2 separate regions of the Mus musculus genome follow, and region 1 is linked to region 2. Evidence: chromatin contacts called from public promoter capture Hi-C data. All regions are on one chromosome and are shown on one strand. The core of a region is the stretch at or near the end of the contact, and the rest is flanking DNA. Distances in the headings are between cores, read along the strand shown. Region 1 holds the start of Btaf1 (B-TFIID TATA-box binding protein associated factor 1). Region 2 holds the start of Ric1 (RAB6A GEF complex partner 1).

Region 1 (7,174 bases), core at 3,931-6,430, 7.4 Mb before region 2:
TCAGCAGTTAAGAGCACTGGCTGGTTTTCCAGAGGTCCAGCAATCACAAGGGGCTCACAACCATCTGTAATGGGATCCAATGCCCTCTTCTGGTGTGTCACCATCAGCATACTCATTCATTCACACACACATATACATACATACATACATGCACGCTCTCGAGCACAGCACACCACACACACACACACACACACACACAGACACACACACGATCCTGAGCTGGAGTGCAGTTTAGAACTCTTTCCTTTTCTTCCAGAGGACTTGAGTTCGATTCCCAGAACCCATGTTAGGCCACTCACAATAAACTGTAAACCCAGCTCCAGGGAATTTGATGTCTTTGGCCTCCAAGGTAACCTGCACTCACATGCATACCTCACATAGAGGCATTCACATATACATAATTAAAACTATAAAAATAAATATTTTAAAAGAATAATCATTAGACTGTTTATAAGCACACATAAATATGAACTTATATATACCTATATATATATTCATAAATACAGAATATACTTAGAAATATGCAAAGCTAAAGTAAATGTCCTTCCCAACAACAACAAAAGCATAGTTAGGTGTCAGTTCTTTTTTTTTTTCTTTTTTTCTTTTTTGTTTTGTTTTTCGAGACAGGGTTTCTCTGTGTAGTCCTGGCTGTCCTGGAACTCACTTTGTAGACCAGGCTGGCCTCGAACTCAGAAATCCACCTGCCTCTGCCTCCCCAGTGCTGGGATTAAAGGCGTGCCCACCACACCCGGCAGGTGTCAGTTCTTTAGTGTACCTATAAACCTAGCAGAGGCAGGACAGGCTGATAATATAGTTGCGGGCCAGCCTGGAATGCATATCCAGAGTCTACCTCACAACACCAAAACTAGAATTATAGTTCAGTGGTAAAATATTTGGCTGGCATTTGTAAGTTCCTGAGTTCAATCCCCAGTATGACCAAGCAAAAACCTACAGCTGAACTAGGAAACACTCACTGAGAAAGTGACAAATTCCTGTGGTCTCAGCTATGGGAAAATGAAAAAAAGAATAGCTTAGGCACTACATTGAGACTCCTGTCTCCAATAAGAAAAAGACAATAAAAAATAAATTGCACTGAATGGCTCCTAAAAACCAGACACACTGCTCAAGATGGAAAGACAAGACACATTTCTGTCCCAAACAGAATTTATTAATTCAGCAAAAGAGGGAACAATTAAGCAGCCAGCTACTAAGTGTGATACTTTGTGAGACAAAAAAAAAAAAAAAAAAAAAAACACACCACTGCAAATAGCACAGGTGTTGGAAGAAGACTTCCAACAAAGTGTGATGTGTAGGCATTTAGGCACAACTCAAACTGTAACAAGAAAGACAGACAAGATGAGAAGATTAATTGTGCTAGATACAAAAAAATGGGAAGTAAAAATATTCTGGGAAAGGAGGACAGAAGGGAGGGAGGACAGTAAGTGCAGAGAACTTGATGCAAGATGCAAGAACCAAAAGATCTACAAGAAGCTTGGGAATTTGGACCTCATCTTAAGGCAACAGAAAGCTAGCCAGATATAGGCAGAAAAATAATCTAATTAAAATTTGTGCCGGGTGTGGTGGCTCATCCCTTTAATCCCAGCACTCTGGAGGTAGAGGCAGGTGGCTTTCTGAGTTCCGAGGCCAACCTGGTCTACAAAGTGAGTTCCAGGACAGCCAGGGCTATACAGAGAAACCCTGTCTCAAAAAAAAAAAAAAAAAAATTGCATATTAGCAAATAACATGACTGAAGTGATAAATAATTTGGAGATGCCAACAAGAACAAGTACAAAGAAAAAAGCTGCTGTGAGCTGGTCAGATCCTCCTCCTGCTGCTGCTGCTGCTGCAGGTGAAGGCGGTTATACTTATTTATTTATGTATTTATTTTTTGTATATGAGTACACTGTAGCTGTCTTCAAACACACCAGAAGAGGGCATCAGATCCCATTACAGATGGTTGTGAGCCACCATGTGGTTGCTGGGAATTGAATTCAGGACCTCTGGAAGGGCAGTCAGCACTCTTAATCACTGAGCCATCTCAACAGCCCCTCACACAAAACTTTGTTGGGGGGGGTTGGGGGGGTTGAGTCAGGGTTTCTCTGTATAGCCCTGGCTGTCCTGGAACTCACTTTGTAGACCAGGCTGGCCTCGAACTCAGAAATCCACCTGCCTCTGCCTCCCGAGTGCTAGGATTAAAGGCGTTGTGCCACCATGCCTGGCCACACAAAACTTTTTAAAGAGAGCATTTCTTTCTGCTTCCTAACTGTGGATGCAGTGTGTCCAACTGTCTCATGTTCCCACACGCCTTCCTAACCATGACCAACTTTACTCTCAAACTGAGCCAAAATAAAACCCCTTTCCTTTAAAAAAAAAAAAAAAGAAAGAAAGAAAGAAAGAAAGAAAGAAAGAAAAAAAATGAAAGAAAAAGAGGGAAGAAAGGAAGAAAAAAGTTTGTGTTGTTGAGTGTGTGTGTAAGAGTGCGTGTACGCCCCCTCACCTATTGCAGATGTCTTGGACTAGACGTTTGGAGTTTGGATAACGCGTCAATTATAGAAAGTCAGAAAGAGGGGCTGCAGGAAGCTTAGAAAGGTGGGGCAGGATTGGACCTAGTGACTGGCTAGATAAGAGGAAATGAAAAAGACAGGAAGACTACTCCAGATTTCCGGACAGAAGAAGGAGCAACAGTACCAATGTTTATAAAATCTTAAAATGCTGGGCAGTGGTGGCACATACCTTTAATCCCATCATTCAGGAGGCAGAGGCAGGTGGATCTCTAAATTCAAAGCCAGTGTACTCTACAGAACCAGAACAAGTTCCAGGACAGCCAAGGTTACACAGAGTAACCCTTGTGGGGTGAGGTTAAGGGGTCTTAAAAATATAAGGTTTCTCTACAGTTATGGGCATTGACATAAACAGAGCAAAAGTATTTATTTGATTCTGGCACACGATCTCCATTTCTCAAACTACATTCTGCCTATTTTACATAAAAGTACTTAAAGGAATCCCCACTTCCACAATAGCAACGAGAGAAAAATGGAGCTTACTCAGCACAGACTTATGCTTAGTGCATGACATCAGACCTGAAACTACAAAGTTTGTTTTTCAAACTGAATCCACAAATATTTTTAAAAGTCCAATACCTCCTCCCAAGCAAGGCATCCAAAGCCTTCGCTTACATTTAGATTACTAAACTAAGCATGGAAGAAGCTTCTATAAAATGTGGCTGGCTTTAATTATGGCAGTGAGTTTTAAAAAAAAAAAAAAAAAAACAGGAACAACAAACAGCAGTTCTCTTTGAAAGCAGATCATGAGGACCAAAAGCCTTTAAAGCCCACTCTTTCTTTCAAAAGTTGGATCTATAGATTAGTGCTAAGCGAAAAAGATCAATTTTTTTAAAGCACTATCATTTTGCCTCTATAACGCTTTCCAACATTGTACAAATATAAACCTACTTCACGAAAGGAAGTACTAATTCCCTTAAATTAAAAAACCCTGAGAAGGCCAGGTAACACCACATCTCTAATCCCAGAACCAAAGCTCCTTCTGAGTTCGAGGCTAGCCTGGGCTACATGAGCCCCTTGTCTCAAAGAAGAAAGAGAAGACAGAAAAGAGACTTTAAATCTCATGCTCATGTACCAACATATTTCTGGTGTATATATTTATGCATTTACATGGAAGATAAATTATAAGATAAATCTATCTGTACTTGCAGAAATAAATGCCACTTGTATTCTCTTAAAGCAGTTTCATAGGTGCTGAAATAAGAGTCTTTCTCCCACTAAGTCTGCTTATGAAATAAAAATTAGCTGTCCCTACTACCAGTACCTAGCAACTCCCTTCACTCAGCTCCCATGGGATTCTCCCACACACTATTTCATCAGTTACCTAGGGAGTGTGTGACTTGGGTTACTCCTTCCTTATAAGAGTGTGCATAAAGGAATGTGTTCAACTAATTTCGAAAAATTAGTGAAAGCTGTTTATTTTCGTCATTTATCTCCCTCAGTCCATTTGGTGAAAGGACTCAATTCTCATTATCTCATCATCCCTAAAGGACTTTGGTAACTCTTAATGACTAAACACGGAGAGACCATCCCGACGACTTAAACGTCAGCGGGACACCAAAATCATTTCCAAGTTTTCAACTCATTCTATCATCAGAAGCTACACAAGTTAAATGTTTATACGTCTTTCCATAATTTTCCCAGACTCTTCCACGTGGGCAAAATTTTACAATAATTTAAGATCTGTGATAACGCTTGGGGAAAGATGCTAAAATAGTCATCTGCTTAAGACCACACGCTGATTGACAGAATACTTACTGCTTAACAAAAAGGAGGAATTAGACCTCAAGAAAAAAGTGAGCAAGACTATACCCGTTACGCTGTAAATTTTTTTTAAAATTTAGCATAACCAGATGGTCTCTTAGATAACAGTGTTTCAACCCCCGCCTCCATCGACAGTTACTACCAAGTTTTGCCGTGAAATGGTGGTTTGGGAACAGACTTTGATACTACGAAAGAAAAAGAAAAGAAACTCGCCTAGAAATTCAAAGAGGGAAGAGAAACCAAAGAGGAGCAACGTGGTGAAGAAAAAAGAAAAAAGGAAAAAAGAAAAAAAAAAAAAAGCCAGATCGAACGCGCCGAGTCACATTTAACCAGGAGAAAAAGCGCTTCGTGAGCCGACTTCTCCGGGTAACCCGAGCCCAAAGCGCCTGCCAGCCGAGGGAAGCCTCGGAAGTCTGGGCGAGCGAACGAGAAGCAGCGCTCACGCCCCGCACCGTCGCGCCGGGAGCCGACCGACAGCCTCGCCCGCCCGCCCGCGCGCGCTCCCCGTTAGCTGACGGGCGGCGACACCCACCTGGAGACCGCCATGGCCGGCGCCGGCGGTTCGGAACTCTCAGGGAGCTACACGCCGCGCCGCTCCGGCGTTCGTTTCCCGAGCAGAGCGGCGCAGGCCCAGGCCGCCGGGCGCAGGGCGGCAGGCGGCGCGGCGTGGAGCGGCCCGCACGGGCCTTCCGGCATGTGCCGGCCACCGGAGCTCGTCTCCGCAGCGACCAGGGTCCCACACACGGGCGGAGGCGGCGCCGCTCTGACCCGCACCACTTCAAACCGGGTGCCCCCAGCCCCGCTCTCTGCTGACGCAGACGCCGGCACGCCGGACTTAGCGTCTGCACGCCGGAAGTGACGTCACCGGCACGTTTTCCCCCCCCCCCCATCCCCACTCCCTGCCGGCGAGCGGAATGTAGCAGCGCCCCGCGGCAGTGGGAGCGGGTTGGCAGCGTGGATCGGGAGCCCGGCTCCCAGTCTTTAAGATTAATGGGAGAAACGGAAAGAGGTCTTGATCTTCCAGAGAGCGATAAAGATCACCTAGCTAAAGTTCCGAAAGTTCCAAACCTCGGTCTCTAAGTGCTCTCTCCATCCTGACCCTACTACCCAGCTAGGCGGCTTCCAAACAGGAACAAACTGGAGAAAGGAGACTCCGGCCCAGGTCGCGATGCTGTGGGCGGGATGAAGTCAAGAAGGAAACACTGCCGAGGGCTGGCTAGGGTGGTGCAGGCCTATAATCCTAGCACCTGGGAGGCTGAGGCAGCAGATTGTGAAATTGGGGGTCAGTCTGGGCTACAAAGCAATCTCCGGGCCAAGAATTTGCAGTGTGGTTCCGCGAGGAAGAGGGTGGGAGGAGGCTCAAGTGTGTGTTTACTATTATTTACCATTAAGTTCTGCATAAATGGTGAAGGGACTGCTAATGATTTTGCCTAGGCCTATCACCCTTCTTCCCGTCTTTTCCTCCTTCCGTCCCTCCACTGCCAAACACTCCTCTGTAAACTACCATAGCCTTAGAATTTGTTTTTAATGCCAGTAGTCAAACTAGTATTTCTCTAGTTTCGGCAAGCCCAGTTTATAGGCCACTGACAGATTAATCATCAAAAGCACCTGTCCTGTCGCCCTTCCTTATAAAACATGCCCACTAGCTTCTTGTTACCTATTTAGAAGTTATGTCTCAGGCTTTGAGTCTGCTTGTCATCTGTATGATGAGAAGCACTGTAAAAGGTTGTGGAAGGTGGGGAGGGATGTCATGAACCCAGGAAAGTTCACAAGAACTTGGTGAACTGTAAAATAGATCTGTATAGGAAAAGATGAACTAAGTACTTGCTAAAGTATTGCACAGGTGACTAACATTACCCCTTACATTACAAGGCAAAGCTATAAAGTAGTGTGATGTTTTTCCACGGTGGGGCTAGAAGCCCAGGATTTGGGTTCTATACGAAGTATAGAAGAGTGTTTTGAGCAAGAGAAATGATCTAGTTTACATTTTCTATATGTTTTCCCTAGTATCAAAAAATATAGGTCCAGGGCTGGAGAGATGGCTCAACAGTTAAGAATGCTGGCTGTTCTTCCAGAGGTCCTGAGTTCAATTCCCAGCAACTACATGGTGGCTCACAACCATTTGTAATGGGATCTGATGCTCTCTTCTGGTGTGTCTGAGGAGAGGGACAGTGTACTCATATAAATAAAACTATATATATGTATATATATATATATATATATACACATATATACACACACACATATATATGTATGTATACACACACACACACACATATATATATATATACATATATATATAGTCTAAAGCTTTGAAGAGAGGAAAGGCCTATTGTTATCAACTTGGTTTTTTTCCCCAAAGGCAATAGATTTTTAAAAAATGTGTATGTGTGTAGCTTCTGCCTACAGAGGCCAGGGGGCCAGAGACTATCTAAAATTCCTGGAGCTGAAGTTACAGGTGGTTGGAGCTTCCTGAGAGAATTGAACTCAGGCACTCTGGACCAGTCATGTGCTCTTAACTACTGACTTTGATTTCATTTTGTGTTGGTTTGGTTTTTGTTTTTTAAAGACAGAATTACTCTGTGTAGCCCTGCCTGTCCTGGCACTCCCTCTGTAGACCAACCTGGCCCTGACCTCCTGCCTCTGCCTCGTGTGTGCTGGATTTAAAAGTGTGGTGTGCCACCACCACCACCACCACCCTGGCTGAACTGGCTCATTTTTAAGTCCTTTCTCATAACACATAACAACTATGTGTCCAAAGAACTTTTATAATATCACTAAGTTTCATTTCTACATCTGGGAAGTGAAGAAAATAATGGTGCTGATGGAGTTGGTAGGGACTAGATGGG
Region 2 (7,140 bases), core at 3,021-5,520:
CTTCCTCCTTCCTTCCAGCCCACCCTCCTTCCTTTTCCTCAACAAAGTCTTAGGCTAGCCCTTATGCTAGCCCAGGCTGGCCTCAAATTCACAGCAGTTCCTGCCTCATCCTCCCAATCTCCCAGTCCTGCTTGGATTACAGGAAGGAGCTACCAACCCATGTTCTAAATATTTTTTTAAAACAGCCACTTAGGCTGTTGTTTAGCTCCAAAAAGTGTGGGTAACACTATTATAGACTCCAGTAGGCTTTTAAATTACTAGTTTGTTTGTTTACTTATTTATTTAGTGTATTTCTGTGTGGCTGTGCAAGCACATAATCATGAAGGAGAGAACAACCTGCAGGAGTGACCCTCTGCTGTTACTATGTGCATCACCAGGGATGGCAGGCAGCACTCTCCCCGCTGAGCCACGTATTTAGGCCTGGCTGGCCCCTGGACTAGGTTTTAGAACTCCGAATTAGAATCACAGTGTCCAAAGGGCAAACCTCTAGTAACACATCACACTGAAAACCAAGCAACAAACCCAATTTAGTGATGAAATGTGCTATTTTAATTATCAAAAAGCAAAGTGGATATCTATAGAAATGTTTGTTCATAAACCAAACAGCATTCACATGTATCTTCCAAATTTGTCTAGAAAATTAGTCTGAACAGATATGACTCTAAAACACTGGAATTTCAAATAGCAATTTAGTACATAATAAAGGTAGCTATAACTGGTTCATAAAAGTTTACTAGAGGGGGCTGGAGAGATGGCTCAGCGGTTAAGAGCACAGACTGCTCTTCCAGAGGTCCTGAGTTCAATTCCCAGCAACCACACGGTGGCTCACAACCATCTGTAATAAGATCTGCTGCCCTCTTCTGGTGTAACCGAAGACAGCTACAGTGCACGCACATAAAATAAATAACTCTTAAAAAAAAAAAAAAAAAAAAAAAAAAAAAGGGGGCTGGTGAGATGGCTCAGTGGGTAAGAGCACCTGACTGCTCTTCTGAAGGTCCAGAGTTCAAATCCCAGCAACCACATGGTGGCTCACAACCATCCCTAACAAGATCTGACTCCCTCTTCTGGTGTGTCTGAAGACAGCTACAGTGTACTTACATATAATAATAAATAAATCTTTAAAAAAAAAAAAAAAAAGTTTACTAGAAGACCCATAAAATGTACTGTTATTTTTAGAGATTTTAGTTTAATGTTCCCATAGTCTAATGGGTAATCAAAATTTCACATACAGCAACTTTTTCGGACAAGCAAATAACCAGTTGAGACTAAATGCACATTTCTTCCTCAAAGCAGGTTTTCTCTTTTAAAACTACCCTTTTCTTATGCATGTTTACTTTATTGAGTACTAACAAAATTTCAAACAAACAAAATCTAATTATTCTTTCTCTTTTGAGTCACTATCGCTGCCTTCAAATGTCCTAATGTAACTTTTTACCACTTCAACTCTGTAAACCCCTTTTGAACTTCACAATAGTCTAAAAATTAAATAAATAAAATCAACATTCATATTCTCAATGAAGGTATTTTAAACCAATTCATTCCAAATTATGGGTATAAGTGATAGCCTCTTTGATTTACCTAGAGGTAGTTTTGCTTTTAATATTTTGAACCTAAACACTGTGTTGTAAAGTTTGGAAATAAGAAAGTTAAAATGAACGTTCTCACAGGATAAGAAAAGCTACAAGCATATATCCCAAGAGAAGGAGACTTGGCAGGTGGAGCCTGGCACCGTTCCCACTCCTCAGCCACATAATCAGACTTTGAATCATCTCATTTAAGCATGATTTTCTAAATCACAAAGCTTGTGCACAGAGTTTCAGGTTAACTCTAAACCTAGAGTGCCCTGTAGGCTCCCTACCATAGTCCAGAAATTGATTTCACTTTATGCCTCTGAACCCATATATTTCCCCGAAATCTACCCTCTGAAAACGTTTTCTTTCCCTGTGTGTGATTGTTTTGTATGTGTGTGAAATTCTAAGTTTCACACACTAGAGATCAGTAGTAACCAAGGTACTTTTGTGAGACTCAGGTGTGTAGAGTGGGAGTTTGAAGGGAATGAACAGAGGATGCATAAGTTCCATAACACTACATCTAACTCCCAAGCCAAACAGATTTTATCCATGTCACAATGTCCACAAGACAACTGAGACTCATTTTAATGTGGGGGTGGGGGTGGGGTGTGTGTGGAGAAGGTAGCCTACAAGCTTCTGGCCTACCATGCTAAACTTACATAAATCAGATTTGTATCCTTAGGGGTTAAAATGATTAAAACGTTAGATTTTAAAAGTGTTACATTCGAACAAAACTACTAAATTTAGGAAACAATGTAAAATTCAACTTCTAATTATGCTCTTCCAAACAACTATTGACTTTAAATAGTTGCACTACATAAAAGTTGTTCAACTGCTCATAAATTGAAAACGGATCTCACTTAGGTACCAACTTACATTTACAACGCACATATTTAAAAATTCAATTCAGCACGGATCTGAGTATCACATTGCTGATGCTGTAATTGTTTAGTAACCTGCGGTTTTCATACCTTTCTGAAAATTAGGTCAGCCAAAACTTAGTGACAAATAGCCTAACTATGTAATAGTAAAAGAGAAACCAATTAAATTGCTTAAATTCTAGCATCGGTTTTACCACAGCTGTGTGTGCGGACAATCAAGGGCATTATCAGCACACCATGGTAATAAGCAGAGATCTAAAGGGTTTAACCAAACCAAAACCAGTGTTTCACATATCTAGCAAGGGCAAGGTCAACCAACCTCTAGTCTCTTTTCAAGACCACCACCACTCTGACATCAATTAGTACTGTCTCTCTGAATGCAGTGTGTGGGGGGGGATCTTAAAACTCAGAATTCTGTAATTTTTACAGATGTCCAGGAGCAACAAAAACCGGACGGGGGCTAGCCCATTCACCCCTTACTTTTTCAAGTTAATTCTCTTATCTACTCGGAACTCAAGGCACGGGAGGAAAAAAAAAAAAAAGCCAGGCTGAAAGCAAAGAATTCTGACCCCATGCTCTTTCTAAGCCTGGAAATAATAATTTCCAGGTGCGGCGCGGACAGACGTGAGCTCCCCGACTCTCCAACCATCCCAGCAGAGCTCTCCAGAGTCCAAGAGCAGCCAAGAAAAGGACTGGAGTCCGTGATGTGTGGGGGAGACCCGGAGCTAAAGTTACCAGATATCTACACTCAAACCCAACAAGTCTTTAAGTTTTCAGAAATCAATTACCACAGGACTGTAAATTCTGACACTTGGTAAAGACCAACAGGCTTTCCGGAACTCCACTAAACAACAACCTTTAAAGCAGGGGTGGGGGGTGGGGGAGCGGGGACGCCACAGCTGCCGGAGTGCTGGGGGACGCTCCAACAGATTGGCTCGGCGGCAATGGGGGCAGAGAGGCAGGCAAGTCTGGGCTCCGCCAGGGAGCTCCAGGCCTGGCGCGCGGCTGTGGGTGCCACGCGGGGACTGGGGTGCAGTGGAGACTGTCCGCGCGCGGCTCCAACTCGAGAGCGAGGGTCGCTCGGGGTAAGTCGGGACCGGCTGGGGTCGCTCGGGGGTAGTTAGTTGGGACGGGACCGCCGTCGCTCCCTCGGAGGGAGTCGGGACTGGCCGGGGTCGCTCGGGGGAAGTCGGGACCGGTCCGGGGTCGCTCGGCGGCAGTCGCGCCAGTTCCAGGGTCACTATAGGGAGGGTGATCAGGATGGTTCTGGGTTCGCCCGGGGTTAGTTGGGACCGGACGGTGGTCGTTCGGAGGGAGTCGGGACGGGGCCAGGGTCGCTCGGGGAGAATCGGGACTAGATCCGGGCCTCTCTGGGGAAGTCGGGACCGGACAGGGGCCGCTCGGGGGAAGTCGGGACGCCGGCGCCTACTTACTCGGCTGTACCAGATGCTGAGGCGGGCCGGGGCCAGCACGGCGAAGAACGCTCTCCGAGGGTCAGACTGGACGTGGAGCGGCGCCTCGGCCGGGCTCCGCGGCGCGCAGAGCAGCCTCTTGGGCCAGCCGCTCAGGAAATACATGGTCCGCGCGCGGCCCCGACAGCCCCCCGGCGGCCCCGGCCGTGTCTGTCACGCTCGGCGGCCCCGGGCCAGGCGCCCACCTCCCACACCGCCACCGGCCGAGTCGGCGGCGGCGACAGCGGCAACTCGGGGCATCTGCCCGGGGGCCGGGCCGGGCCGGGCCGACGCGATGCTGCGCGACGCAGTCTGGGACGCTGACCGGCCGAGGGTGGGGGAGGCGGGCGGCCAGTGGGCCCGCGGCGGGAGGAGCCGAGGCCGGCCCGCCCCGCTCGCCGCTCGCGTCAGCACGCCGCACGGCGCGGGGAGGCTCCGCCCGGCTCCCTCGGACCGCCCCGCGTCAGAACGCAGGCCGCGGGGCAGGACGTCGAGGGCTCGGGACGCCTTGCTGGCTGGCGACCTGGCGCGTGGAGCTGGGGACCGGGATGAGGCGACAGGCTCAGTCAGTGACAATCGGAGCGGCCGGGCCCACTTGCACGATCCCTGGATTGGCGCGACCTCCGGGGTTGAAGGGGGCGGGGCGAGCGGAGCGCGCGTCACGTGACTCCCGGGCTGCGCTTGGAGCTGGGTCTCTGCGACTCCAAGGCTTGGGGTTCGAGTCTGTACCCACAAATCCTTTGTGTGCTGCGGTTTAAAGTGAGAGCTGGTGATGTCCCTGGCCGTACAGAGCTTACATTCTAGGCAGGCTCTTTATTCAGTCACTAAAGTGCTTCAGTCTTGTCTGCCTGTTTAGTTATTAATGCTAGGCGAAGCCAGATGGGGTCTTTTGCAGCCCCAGTAAACTGTTCAGGAAAAGAAATGGACTTAGGTTTTGTGTTGATCCAGACTGGAGATACCGTATTGATGTTTTTAATTTGGGGGTTGGGAGGAATGAAGGGGTGCTCAACTTTTGGACCTGGAACCTTAAAAATAGCTGCAGCTTTTTGTAACTCTTTCAAAGTTTAAAAGTAACAACAAAGTAACAATCCGGATTTTAATAACAATGTAACTTTCCGTAATTGTTCTAACGCTTGCTTTTCGAAGACGTTGACTAAAGTCCCAGCTCACTAGCCTTTTGTTTCCAGAGGATCTCCTAGAATCTCTGTCCTGGTGTGTCCCACAGGCCAACACAGCATTCCTGGGATATTTTAAGCAGAGCAGACCTGAAAACTATTTTTCAGATTTTCATCTGTGTGGACGGAATCTTGATGATCCGAGTTACACCCGCTGGATAAATCAAGAGGTCCAGAGAGGTCTCTGCCTTGCCAATATAAAATCATAGAAGAACTTCGTTGTCTAGTACTTTTCAGACAGAGTTGTACACGTGGCAGAGGAAGTGAAAATGTGCTGCAATTCCATTGAGAATGTTTGCTCTACCTCTACTTCAGTGTGTTCATGTGCCTCACCAGTGTGTCTGCAATCATGGGCAGTGTAGATGTTTCTAAGTAATTTTTAATTGTTTTTTTTTTTGACCTCACTTACTGGTGAGCTTCTGGGTGGGATTCTCCTCCTGTGATCTTTTGTAGCAGCTAAGGTCTACAAAAAAATTAAGAGGATGCTTTGATTTAATTCCACAGAAAACCACAGATGATGGTGCTGGATCATCGCTAGTTAAAGTGCTGGATATGCCCAAGGTCACATGGCCTAAGAAAAACTGCTCTCCCTTCCAAGGACCCAGCAGTCTTTAGACCAGCTCAAGGTGAAGTGTGAGAGTGGCCTGAACATGGACAGGAGGAGGAGACCCTCTGGTCCTTTCTCACTTGGGAGTGATGGGTAAAATATCTCACTGTAAATCTCCCTAAGTGTTACCCACTGTGACTGAAACGTTATATAATATAGACCGACCTGAGGTTCAAAGATCATACTTTAACATTGTGAAATGTGCTAACAATTCCAGTGCTCAAATCTTCTGTCCCCCCGTACCCCCCCCCCATCACCACTTTCTCCCTCCATCACCACTCCAGCCAAACTCTCTGGATGACTTTGAACCTCACGTAAACTGGTAAAAGTAGGTACATATTTGGTTCTATCAGACTTAACTTTTTTATTACAAGAGTACTCTTGATCAGGGTGCATGGAAACAAGTACCTCTATAAACCATGTATTGGAGGATAAGTTGATACAATTTCTATAAAGACTAGTGCCATTATGTGGTCTATGCATGGAGAAAGAGACAGATATCCAGACCCTCCTATATTATTTTGTAAGGAGACACAGAGTTTTAGCCTTAAATCATACCTCATAAGCCAGGCATGATGGATACCTATTGTATTTGGCTATTCTTGGTAGCCGGCTTGACTACATCGGGAACCAAAGTGGCTAGGTACACATGTGAGGGATTTTGGTTTTGTTTATGAATTAAGTCATTGGCAGTGGGAAGAAGACACACTTCTAATCTCAATGTTCTGAGGTGAGACTCTGGGCCACAGCTTCTGCTGGCAACCTGTATGCAGGAAGAAAGCAGCTTTTGCCCCCTTCCTGTTTGTTCTTGCTTTCGCTGGCACATCCATTTCTTCTTGGAATTAAAGCCTACTTCTTTGGGACTCTGGTGAATACCGAAGACCAGCTGAGACATCCAGCCTTATGGTCTGAACTACTACTGGATTCTTAGATCTTGCATTGGTAGACAGCAATTGTTGGGCTTGCTGGATCACAGCCTGTAAGCTATTCTAATGAATCACTGATAGATGGTAGATAGATAGATAGATAGATAGATAGATAGATAGATAGAGATTCATTCTATAAGTTCTGTGCCTCTAGAGAACCTTGACTAATAAACCTGTAATTCCTGTATGTGAAAGATAGACACAGGAATTATGAATTCCAAGCCAGTCTGACCTAATGAGGCTCTCCGTTAAATAAGTTAAACACACACACACACTTGATATACCACAGAAGAAAAATATAGTTGTCCTCCAAAAATAGAATTGTCTTTACTTATAATGGCATATTTTATAAAAATAAAAAAACTATGTTGGAGAATATGCTATAAAAGTATATTAATTGTATTATGAAGTAATACAAATGGTCTACACATATTTTATAAAATATTCCATGCTTATGAAGAAACACGTTTTCACAAAAGGAAAAAAAATTGTACCAAAATGTTGATGTTTTAAAAATCCCTTTAAGTAT

What was found. Promoter capture Hi-C pulls out the DNA fragments that hold promoters and counts their contacts.
Region 1: a contact with region 2 is called in a promoter capture Hi-C map of cranial neural crest.

The regions. Positions count from the first base shown.
Region 1 is chr19:36,924,085-36,931,258 of GRCm38.p6, reverse strand. Btaf1 (B-TFIID TATA-box binding protein associated factor 1) reads right to left here and starts at 5,180. Exons shown (of 38, transcript NM_001080706.1): 1 at 4,858-5,180. The coding sequence starts at 4,871.
Region 2 is chr19:29,519,412-29,526,551 of GRCm38.p6, reverse strand. Ric1 (RAB6A GEF complex partner 1) reads right to left here and starts at 4,270. Exons shown (of 26, transcript NM_001081319.1): 1 at 3,886-4,270. The coding sequence starts at 4,029. A930007I19Rik (RIKEN cDNA A930007I19 gene) reads left to right here and starts at 4,565. Exons shown (of 4, transcript NR_015567.3): 1 at 4,565-4,662; 2 at 5,583-5,704.